Linked DNA regions of Mus musculus: region 1 is linked to region 2. Evidence: chromatin contacts called from public ChIA-PET data. All regions are on one chromosome and are shown on one strand. The core of a region is the stretch at or near the end of the contact, and the rest is flanking DNA. Distances in the headings are between cores, read along the strand shown. Region 1 has its middle 11 kb from the start of Fez2. Region 2 has its middle 61 kb from the start of Gm32076.

The links. ChIA-PET counts read pairs in DNA pulled down with a chosen protein or histone mark.
Region 1: a contact with region 2 is called in an RNA polymerase II ChIA-PET map of effector CD8 T cells, with 6 times the contacts expected there. The contact joins two enhancer-like sites. A contact is called at or near these places in 2 of 15 datasets of contacts at CTCF or cohesin (large pre-B cells and pro-B cells), 19 of 484 Hi-C or Micro-C datasets (B cells, the C10 cell line, CD4 T cells and 9 more) and 2 of 115 datasets of contacts at active chromatin or transcription factors (effector CD8 T cells and embryonic stem cells).

What each region holds. Positions count from the first base shown.
Region 1 is chr17:78,427,113-78,431,921 of GRCm38.p6, reverse strand. No RefSeq gene overlaps it. Among named protein-coding and RNA genes, the nearest start is that of Fez2, 11 kb to the right of the region's middle. Within about 2 kb of position 2,676, at least 4 of the 459 cell types and tissues checked have an H3K27ac peak or open chromatin away from gene starts, as enhancers often do. A contact at or near this core is called in effector CD8 T cells, where this site is marked.
Region 2 is chr17:78,048,570-78,053,328 of GRCm38.p6, reverse strand. No RefSeq gene overlaps it. Among named protein-coding and RNA genes, the nearest start is that of Gm32076, 61 kb to the right of the region's middle. Within about 2 kb of position 2,953, at least 3 of the 459 cell types and tissues checked have an H3K27ac peak or open chromatin away from gene starts, as enhancers often do. A contact at or near this core is called in effector CD8 T cells, where this site is marked.

The sequences.
Region 1 (4,809 bases), core at 1,427-3,926, 380 kb before region 2:
GACCCACCTGTCACAGTTCTACTACCTCTACAAAGTCTGCTCACATTTGAATCCATCGGAGAATTAAACCACATAAGAGCCCCCAGGAGCTAATCATCCTTGAAGAATGCCAGCACAGATACACCCAGAGGTGAAGTTTGCTGATCTCCTAGGCATGTCTTAACCCAGGTAAAACCGCAATCAATGATTAATCATCACATATGTTATCAGAGAAGTGAAAAGAAATGTAACAGATTCTTAAGGGCCTCTCTTCCTTTGAAGATTCAGGTGAGCACGGAACACTTTCATGAACTGGACTCCTAAAGCAAACTTACTATACCCAGAGTGTATCAGGGACGCCAATAAATCTGATCCATTGCTTTATCAAAAACCATCAGAATGATGAATCATTGTCCATGTTGTGGGTGGACAGAGCTAGGATAATCTACTGAAGTCAATTTCAGATAAGGAAGACAAGATTTTTGAGATCCAGGAGCTCTAAAATCCCTCTCTCTGTCTCTCTCATCTCTCTATCTCTCACCTCTCTCCTATATCTGTCTCTCTAATCTCTCCCTCTCACTATCTCTCATCTCTCTGTCTTCCATATCTATATCTATCTACCTCCTGATCCGGCTCCTCTTATTTGTCCATGACAAACGACAGAGACTGAGAACATAGAAAGGCTAAAGGTGTGCAGAAGCTCACTCACAGAGTTGTCTATTGGAGACTTTCTGAGACCAGATACAGGTGATAGAACAAGCGACTAGAAGAGGCGTCTGTTGCCTCTCCCACCAGATTGCTTTGTTCTATGCAGGTTTGAGAACATCCAGGTAGTGGCTGTGGGTGGAGAAGGGCCATGGGGTTTTATGGAAGGATTGAGGGTTTGGCGAGGCAACACTGCTCACCAGAATAGGAAACAACAGCTCAGAGAAGCCTCAGCAGCATGCACTGGGTGTGAAAGGGTAACAAGCAAAAAGCCCAGAGAGTGAGTGGCACCTGGATTCCACAGGCTCGCTATTAAGCATGAGGGTAGACACAGGATGGGTGGAAGGAAGGGTTGCACAAGCTAGAAAGGTCAAGGAAGACGTGCATTATGGGGAACCCTGCTTTATTTATACTTAGAATATAGAACCCAGAAAGAATCATAGCTGACAAAGAACGCGAATGTCCTCTAGGCCAGCAGACACTCTTTTCTCGAGCATTGTTAGCAGACTTCTCAGCCTTATGTAGGGATAAAGGGAAACTCACAATCTTTATACGGCTGTTGCTTTAGGGATATGCCTTAGTTACTTTTTGTGGTTATGATAAAACACCCGCGACCAAAGTGTAATACTTATGGAAGAAAGAGCTGACTTTGGTTTCCGGTTCCAGAAAGAGAGCCCCCTAGTGGTGGACTGGGGGGATGGTAGCAGGCCGTTGAGACCACAACCTGCTCCCCCTGGCAAGATTCTACCTCTAAGAAGTTCATAATCTTCCCAAAAAGTGCCGCCAAACAGGGACCAAGTCTTAAATATACGAGCCTATGGGAGACATTGTTCATTCAAACCACTACAGTTAGGTTTGTTTCTATAGAAATGCCTGCTTAAAAAAAGGCCCAACCTCAGGTGCACTAAAAATATACAAATACATTTCACCCTTTTTACTAGAAACAAAAACATGTAAATATTGAATTATACCCCAGTCTTCTGAGCTATTGCGTTATTAACCAATGCTTTAAAAGCTGTTTGTCCCTGCACTAATGTGCTGGCAAATCATATTGAAAATTAGGCCTTTGCTGGCTGGCTTCACCCACCAACTTAGCTTGTAACCACTTCTTCTTCTTCTTCTTCTTCTTCTTCTTCTTCTTCTTCTTCTTCTTCTTCTTCTTCTTCTTCTTCTTCTTCTTCTTCTTCTTCTTCTTCTTCTTCTTCTTCCTTCTTCTTCTTCTTCTTCTTCTTCTTCTTCTTCTTCTTCTTCTTCTTCTTCCTTCTTCTTCTTCTTCTTCTTCTTCTTCTTCTTCTTCTTCTTCTTCTTCTTCTTCTTCTTCTCTTCTTCTTCTTCTTCTTCTTCTTCTTCTTCTTCTTCTTCTTCTTCTTCTTCTTCTTCTTCTTCTTCTTCTTCTTCTTCTTCTCCTCCTCCTCCTTCTCCTCCTCCTCCTCCTCCGCCTCCGCCTCCTCCTCTTCCTCCTCCTCCTTCTTCTTGGCAAATGAACCTTGTATAATTTTATAACACTCATGTAAGGAGAAAACCATGTTATTGAACTAAATATTTATGTAGAATGAACAAAACATATATATTTAAACCAGACAAATGGTGACAAAACATATTTTAAGGTAATAAACTTTTTAATATATAGCTTTAGTACTCTCCCTCCTATAAATTCCTATAAATCTACAGCCTTATTTCCCATAGATAAGAGGAAGAAGAAACAGCCTTCTAACATGGCTTATCAAAGTGTTTTTTCTTTTGGGAAGTGGACACATTCGTCCAACCCTAACCCAGAAGCTATCTCCAACTGATAGTCACTCGAAAATGAAAAGTGAGTTTTCTCCAAGGGCATCTCTCTAGGGAAACAAATCACTCTTAAGGATGGGCCACAAGCCCAGCAAGAACAGCCAACAGGAAACAATCTCAATGGCATCTTTGGAGGTTCCTTGCCTGTAATGTGAAGTCAGGTGTGCTGGTTGTTCCAGCCTCAGTGTCTTTTGTGAATCTGTTATTGCCTTCAGTTGTGGGTTTTTATGGGGTTCCTGTGTGTACAAACGTGTGTGCTTCCTTCCGCCTTGAGATGTGTTTTTTGCGCCTTTTCTTTGGCTCTTTTTCCTGTTTGGTTGTTTTGTCATATTCTGATTTGGTTTTGATTTGTCTTATTTTATTTTATTATAATTCCTTAAATGCCTGTTTTCTAAGGAGAGACTGAAAAGGGTGCGGGTCTAGATAATAAAGGTGACTGGGGTGGGGGTGGGGTGGGGGGAGGGACTGGGAGGAACTGGGAGGACTAGGGAGGGAACCGTAATCAGAATATATTGTATGAAAAAAAAATCTTTTTTCAAGAAAAGAAAAATTTTTGTGATTGATAATTTTGAACTATTGTAGATTTGTGGCTTGTAAGCAGCATTAACAGGTAACTGTGTAAGGCTTTTTTGGAATTTGAGAATCCTTCTTTGGGGTTCCTTATATGTAAGCTAAGGTTTTAGGACATTGCAAGTGATTTTTTTTCAGTGACTGGTATCTGATCTTTAACTGATAGCACTCTTCAGTTACTTTCTATGTGTCACAGCTAAAGAAGTGCCATTTTATGCTAGGCATCCATCTTGGTACCCACTAGCCATTTGGCTGACTCCATTCCCTGGGAGAAAAGTTCTCAGTAACCCAGACTCAGTGACCCCACCCAAAAATATATAGCCATGACTATCTACTTGTTATGATAAAACTAACTGCTTTTATTTTGATACCCAAAGCTTGTTTTGAGTTGCTTTAACATTTAAACTTGGCAGAATAGTTCAGTTTTTGTTTGCTTACATAGACATTGAAGGACTTCTTGCAGTTTTTCGGTTTTAAAAAAACCCTTCCCCATATCCCTCCTTTATGGAAATCTCAAATTTGGCTCTGAGATTGTTCATCTTGTTAGCAGCTAATGAATCTTTCTAATTATAATTGGATAGAGTCTATGATCTTTTCCCAGTAACTCCACACAAACTCCATAATGGTAAAGATGCATTACTGTACATGGCATGGCCTCTCTCAGGGCCTCCAAAGCTTAAACTTCCTGTTTCCTGGTAAACCCTCCTTTGCAGCAGATCCAGGTTTCTAGTCACAACATACAGGGGTCCAGCTGATGGCTAGCTGACTCTTCTGAATGAAACGCCCTTTTCTGAGTGGCTGGGACTCAGGGCATTGCCTGCTCTGCTGGACATTGATTGATGCGCTCGCCTCACCTGTGAGGGCAGAGTGTGTCTGGAACCCCACACACTGCTGGGAGGCCACCACTGTTTTCTGAATACCTGATTTGGATGTAGCCTCAACTTCTGCATCACTGCCCTCCATGGAAGGTTAGTTGAATTCCTGCGGCAGACCTAGTTTCGCACTCCCACTTTCCCTGTAGCACTGGTACATTGGGCTTTTCCAGGATGATCACTGGATGTGACTACAGAAAAATGTGGAAATGCCTTAGGTAAACGATAGATGCTCGCTTGTCCCTAAAGGTTGAACCTGGGTTGGACTTGGAATGAAAACATTTCTGATGTCTTTGTGACATCAAACAGTGAGGGCTGTCCTGAGCACAGGACAGGCTCCAGCCCAAATCCTATAGAAAACTTGTGTAGTGACCATGAGTAAGACAACGGAGAAACAGGGCAGAATAGGAAGATGAAGAGAAACCTTACAGTGGGGGACAGGAAGAATAGCTCAATTGGTAAAGTGCTTCCGTGAAAACACAAGGTCATGCACTGGGGAGCCCAGATGTGCATGGTGGAGTATGTCAGCAACCCCAGCACTGGGGAGAGATGCGGTGAGACAGAGACTAGCCGATCTCAGGAGCTGGATGGCCAGCCAGCCTAACTGAAACGAGAAAGCTCCAGATTCAGTACTAGACCTTTGTTTGAAAACAAAAACAAGGGGGCTAGAGAGATGGCTCAGAAGTTAAGAGCAACGGCTGCTCTTCTAGAGGTCCTGGGTTCAATTCCCAGCACCCACAATGCAGCTCACAGCTGTCTTGCAACTCCTGTTGCAGAAGAACAGATTCCTTCACACAGACACACTTACGGACAAAACACCAATGCACATAATGTAAATAAATAAATAAGAAGACCCTAAAAACTAACCAACCAGCCAAACAAACAAACAAACAAA
Region 2 (4,759 bases), core at 1,704-4,203:
ATTTTGGCATAAGTTTTTTTATCTTGAAGTATGAGATGAAATCCAGTTTTTAACCTGTACCTTATTTATTTAGTCAATTAATCTTTATTTCTTTAATCTTTATTTCTTAATATATTTATTTGTAAGTGTGTGTTAAGTATATTTGAGACCACAGGACAACTTGCAGAAGTTGGTTTTCTCTCTTTTAAATGGGTTCCAGATATAAAACTAAAATCTTGATGCTTGACAGTAAATCCTTTTACCCGCTAAGTGGCTGTAATCTTTTGTTGTAATTGTTATAATTATATATCACATATAATATGTGATATATGATATATAATTTTATATTGTACCTTAATATATGATGAATATATATAATTACATATAATTTTGTTATAATTTTGACTGAACTGTTTTGGTAGTGGTTTTAAGCCATTGATAAATACGTAGAATAAAAAAGAGAGACCTTTTCATCTTATCCCACCTTTGGAAGCACTGTTCCTTAGCACTATGGGGCTGACAATTGGACTTTATCTTCATGGGTCCTTAATTAATGCATCTACACAGATACACATGCATGCAGACAACTGTGCTATTAGAAAAACCATAGCTTTATTGAATAGTACATGCTCTCAATATCTCAGTTGTTCCCCGTATATTTCTCAGTTGCATTTGGGTATTAAATTCAAGAATATAATCCTGAATTTAAGATATTTAAAATGTTTTAGCTAGAAATGGCAGCATATTACTGTAATTATAGTACTCAGGGGATTGGAGGAGAAGTATTGTTGAGTTTGAGGCTATCCTGAACTATATACTGTTAGTCTCTATGTCAAAAGCAGAAAGAAAAAAACACACGAACAGTTTTGCATCTGAAAATTATCTTACACATTATCAATTCTTCAAAAAGAAGAAGCAGGACACAGTGAATTCTAGATTTTAAACACACACACATGCACACGTGAACATGCCGTGTTTGAAGGAGGCTGTGTAGGAAAAAGAAGGCAATGGGGGTGGGGTGACAATAGACAGTATTGGAGTGAATATAAACAAAGCACACAAGATGCATGTGTGAGAATATAGTAATGCAAGATGCATCTATGCTAATGAAAACATACATGCTGGTGCCATATGAGAATTAATATAGAATAAGTACAGAAATACTTATAACTGATATAGATTGTCTAATGTTTATAAATGTGTGATGTTTTTAACATTAGTTTTCTTTCTTTGTAATCATTGATGTTACCAAAAAATTTGCATATATTGCATATATATAATTTTTTACATATATTGCATATACATATATAATTATTACAAAATAGATCATTTTCTGTTTTTATTTTTTGCTAGCCAATATGACTTTAAATTTTAATTCACATATCTAAGAAAATGGATAGTCTCAGCTTTGTACTTCTTTAAATTCTTTAATTTGTGGTTATAGTCTTTGTTTAGGTTTCTGTAAAAAAAAATGGCCAAATTAGGCTAAGAACGTTTGCTTTATTACAGGTATATTTGGGTTAGTGTTGTACTGTTAATCAAACTGATTAATGTGGATTTATTTAAGTAGTATTAAGTCTACATTGTTGTATTGACTGACGTTTGTGCTTTCTGTTTCTGGGCTGTGGTCTGTGGGCTAATGCAGAAATTTAGTCAGTGTTCCTTCCTCTCAAGATAGTGATAATGAATGTGTTACAAAGAAACCAGCCAGTTAAAAATGTCATGGGAAGTTGTGAAAATGTAGCTTCACTAATCTTCACCCTTGGCTTGCTATCGTCAGATGCAGTTGAAGGCAAAACCAAATGTATTCAACTTTTAGTCTCTGGGGAATGGTTTCAATATTTTTTCAAGCTGGTGGTGATCTCTGCACAACATCCTTATGGGGAAGCTCCGCTTCATAGTCATGTCCTGACATTTCTCCTTGTACCATTAGAAAGGGTAAGCTCACCATGTACCGGAATGTGCTATGGTTGTTTTGTTTTTAAGACATTAGAGGGTATTTATATATGTGTGTGGCCCAACAATGAGCAGTTTCTCCACTCTAAGTTTCCATGCTAAATTCATTAATTTTAGAGTGAATAAATGTGTTTTGGTTTCAGACCCTAAAAGAGAAAATTTCTGGAGTTGTTGTGTGGGTGGGCAACATTCACCAAAACAGTTTGAAGATGTCTCAGGGTGGCAGGTAGGGAAGGTTGGGATGGTATTGTCTAAAATGTTAGAGATCATAGTCAGAATGGCCATCAACTCACCTGCTTTGACCAGCAACACAATTTGGCTAATCTTGATCAGAAAACATGTGTAGTTCCATTCTGTTCCTACAGTTAGATCAAACCCTTCTTTCATTTGGGGGTAATCCTTTAAAAGTCTTCAATGAACTTGTTTGATTTTGCACCTTCTGTTTGAATGGCTTTGCTGTTATTTGCAACTAAGGACTTTTTCCTGGCACAGCCCATAAAGCACTTAGCATTGTGTAGTATAGGGAATTAGGAAGCTTTTACTGCAGCATGCTGCCTGTTCTCAGAACTTTCAGGTGACTCTTCTTAAGTTTCAGGTCAATGCCCAGAGGTATCCTTCTGCTGTTGGAACTCATGCTGTCTGAGGCTTCTGATACATCAGAGTCCTGAACGTTCCTTTCTTCAACCTATCGTGCTTTATGAAATATTATTTAGCAAAAGTAATGGGAGGGGGGGAAGGGAGTGGAAGAAAAAAAACTTGTACTTACTATTAGTCCAATAGATGAGTTTTTCTTTATAATAAGAACCAAATGTTAAGTCAGATATGGTGGCTAAGGACTGAGTAGGCTGTAGGTCCAGCTTTTGAGAAGCTGGGGCAGGGGAATTGCCTATGATTTCAAGCTAATCTGTGGTACAGAGTAAGATTCTATTTCAAACAAAAACCGCTAGTGTGGATGATAGATTACTTATCTAATGAGGACAACTACTGGTCACTTTGGGCAGAGCAAGTTCTAATGTCACAGTAGTTCAGGAGGAGTGACAGAAGCTACCTGTATGACTAAGTTCTGTATGACACACATCACCAAAGAGATTGTTGGTGTTCGAATTACTGAGGATGGGCCTTCTATTCGGATGAGTTCTGCATGCCCTCGAGAACCGCGGCTTCTTTCATTCGCTCACCTTTAAATCATACCATCTTACCACTTAGTACTTCGGAGATAAACTTTCAAACTAGTGCATAAAGTCGATTCTCTCCTAACAATGATGAACCTGAATAGACCGAGTTGACCCGTACCTCAGAGGATAAAAGCGTGGAGTGTGACCTCAGATGCCAAGGGAACAACTTCCATTCCAGGCAGCTGTCCAGCGAATCTGTCCTTTCCTAGCCAACATCACGCCTGATTTCCTCTTAACCGAGAGATGTGTTTTGATTTTGCCTTGATTTTCCAGGTGTCTCCTACTTTCATGCCAACTTGGAGCCATGCAGCTGGACCAGGGGCTTGACTAGGAGCCCAAGTTCTAACCATGTGTCTTCGAGTCACTTTCCAAGCCATCAGAGGTGGGCTCTGGCCTTGGCAGCAGTATCGTTTGTTAATTTTCCCACCTTCTGGAAAGGACACCTGGTCCTGAAACCTGATCTGATATATTTTTTTTCTCTATTTGGAGATGAGTGAATTCTGCTTTTGGTCCCCTCTACACTGCTGTTAAATGGCTGGACATAATGATTCCAGATTTCTTTTCTATTCCTGGACATAGTAAGTGTATTATAAAACAACCTACAGAGAACACACTGGTGGCATTTTCTATATGCATGTGCATGTATGAACTATACTTCATCTCCTAATTCATGATGTTGCCATGTAGAGAGGCCAGAGCAATCTTTGTGTCATCTCCAGCCCATTCTAACAGCTGACATAAGCCAGATTTTTTTAATAAGCAGAAAGACAGTTAGTGCTTTTCACGCACAGCTGTGCATCTTGTGCTGAAAGTTATGAGTGATTCTTGACCATTACCTCTTAGGAATTACACTGAAGCTCCCCAGTTGCCAATGTCCCTTGAACATCAGTCGAAAAATACATTCTTAATTAGATTCTTAAATGCAATATCTTAGATCATTGCAAGCAAATCTCATTTATATTTGACAACTGATTCATAGAAGAGAACAAATTTTGGCTTGTTTCAGAAAACAGTGATGGAGGATGCTTCCTCCAGTGTCCACAACTCAGATAACGATGGGGAACAACAGAGGGAAGTGCACCTTAGAACTCCTGTCACTTGGATGTAAATTCCCATTGTGATTCTTTCTTTCTGTGTGATCTCCTCCCCTACCCTGGTGATAATACTGTCTCATGGCACTTTTGCTGGAACGAAATGTGATGCCATTTATAATTTAAAGCACTTATAACATTAAATTATAACGTACAAATATTTATAGAACTTCTAGAATAATGGTGAATGCCTCACAGAGACTCAGTTATTCAAAACCTTTCCCTGAGCAGCTATTATATGCGGGGGCTGCCTGTGAGTGACATGAGTCCAAATATGTCAAAGTATGTGCCTTGAGAGGAGAAATGGGCTAGCAATAGGCTCATAAAGGTAATTGGAATGAATAATTACAGAGACCAGACTACGGGGGTATTGGAGAGAGGGGCGGGATCAGGAAAGGCTAGGTGTGTAGTTTCCATTTGAGTTAAATGTGAGCCAGGAAAGAAGAAGTAAAGGGAGGCAGTGCAGGGCTGGGGTGCAGTCTAGTGGCTGAGCATTTGCTTTGCGCATCACCTCCAGCATCCAGAAAGACAGGAGATATGTCATAAATGCATTTAAAA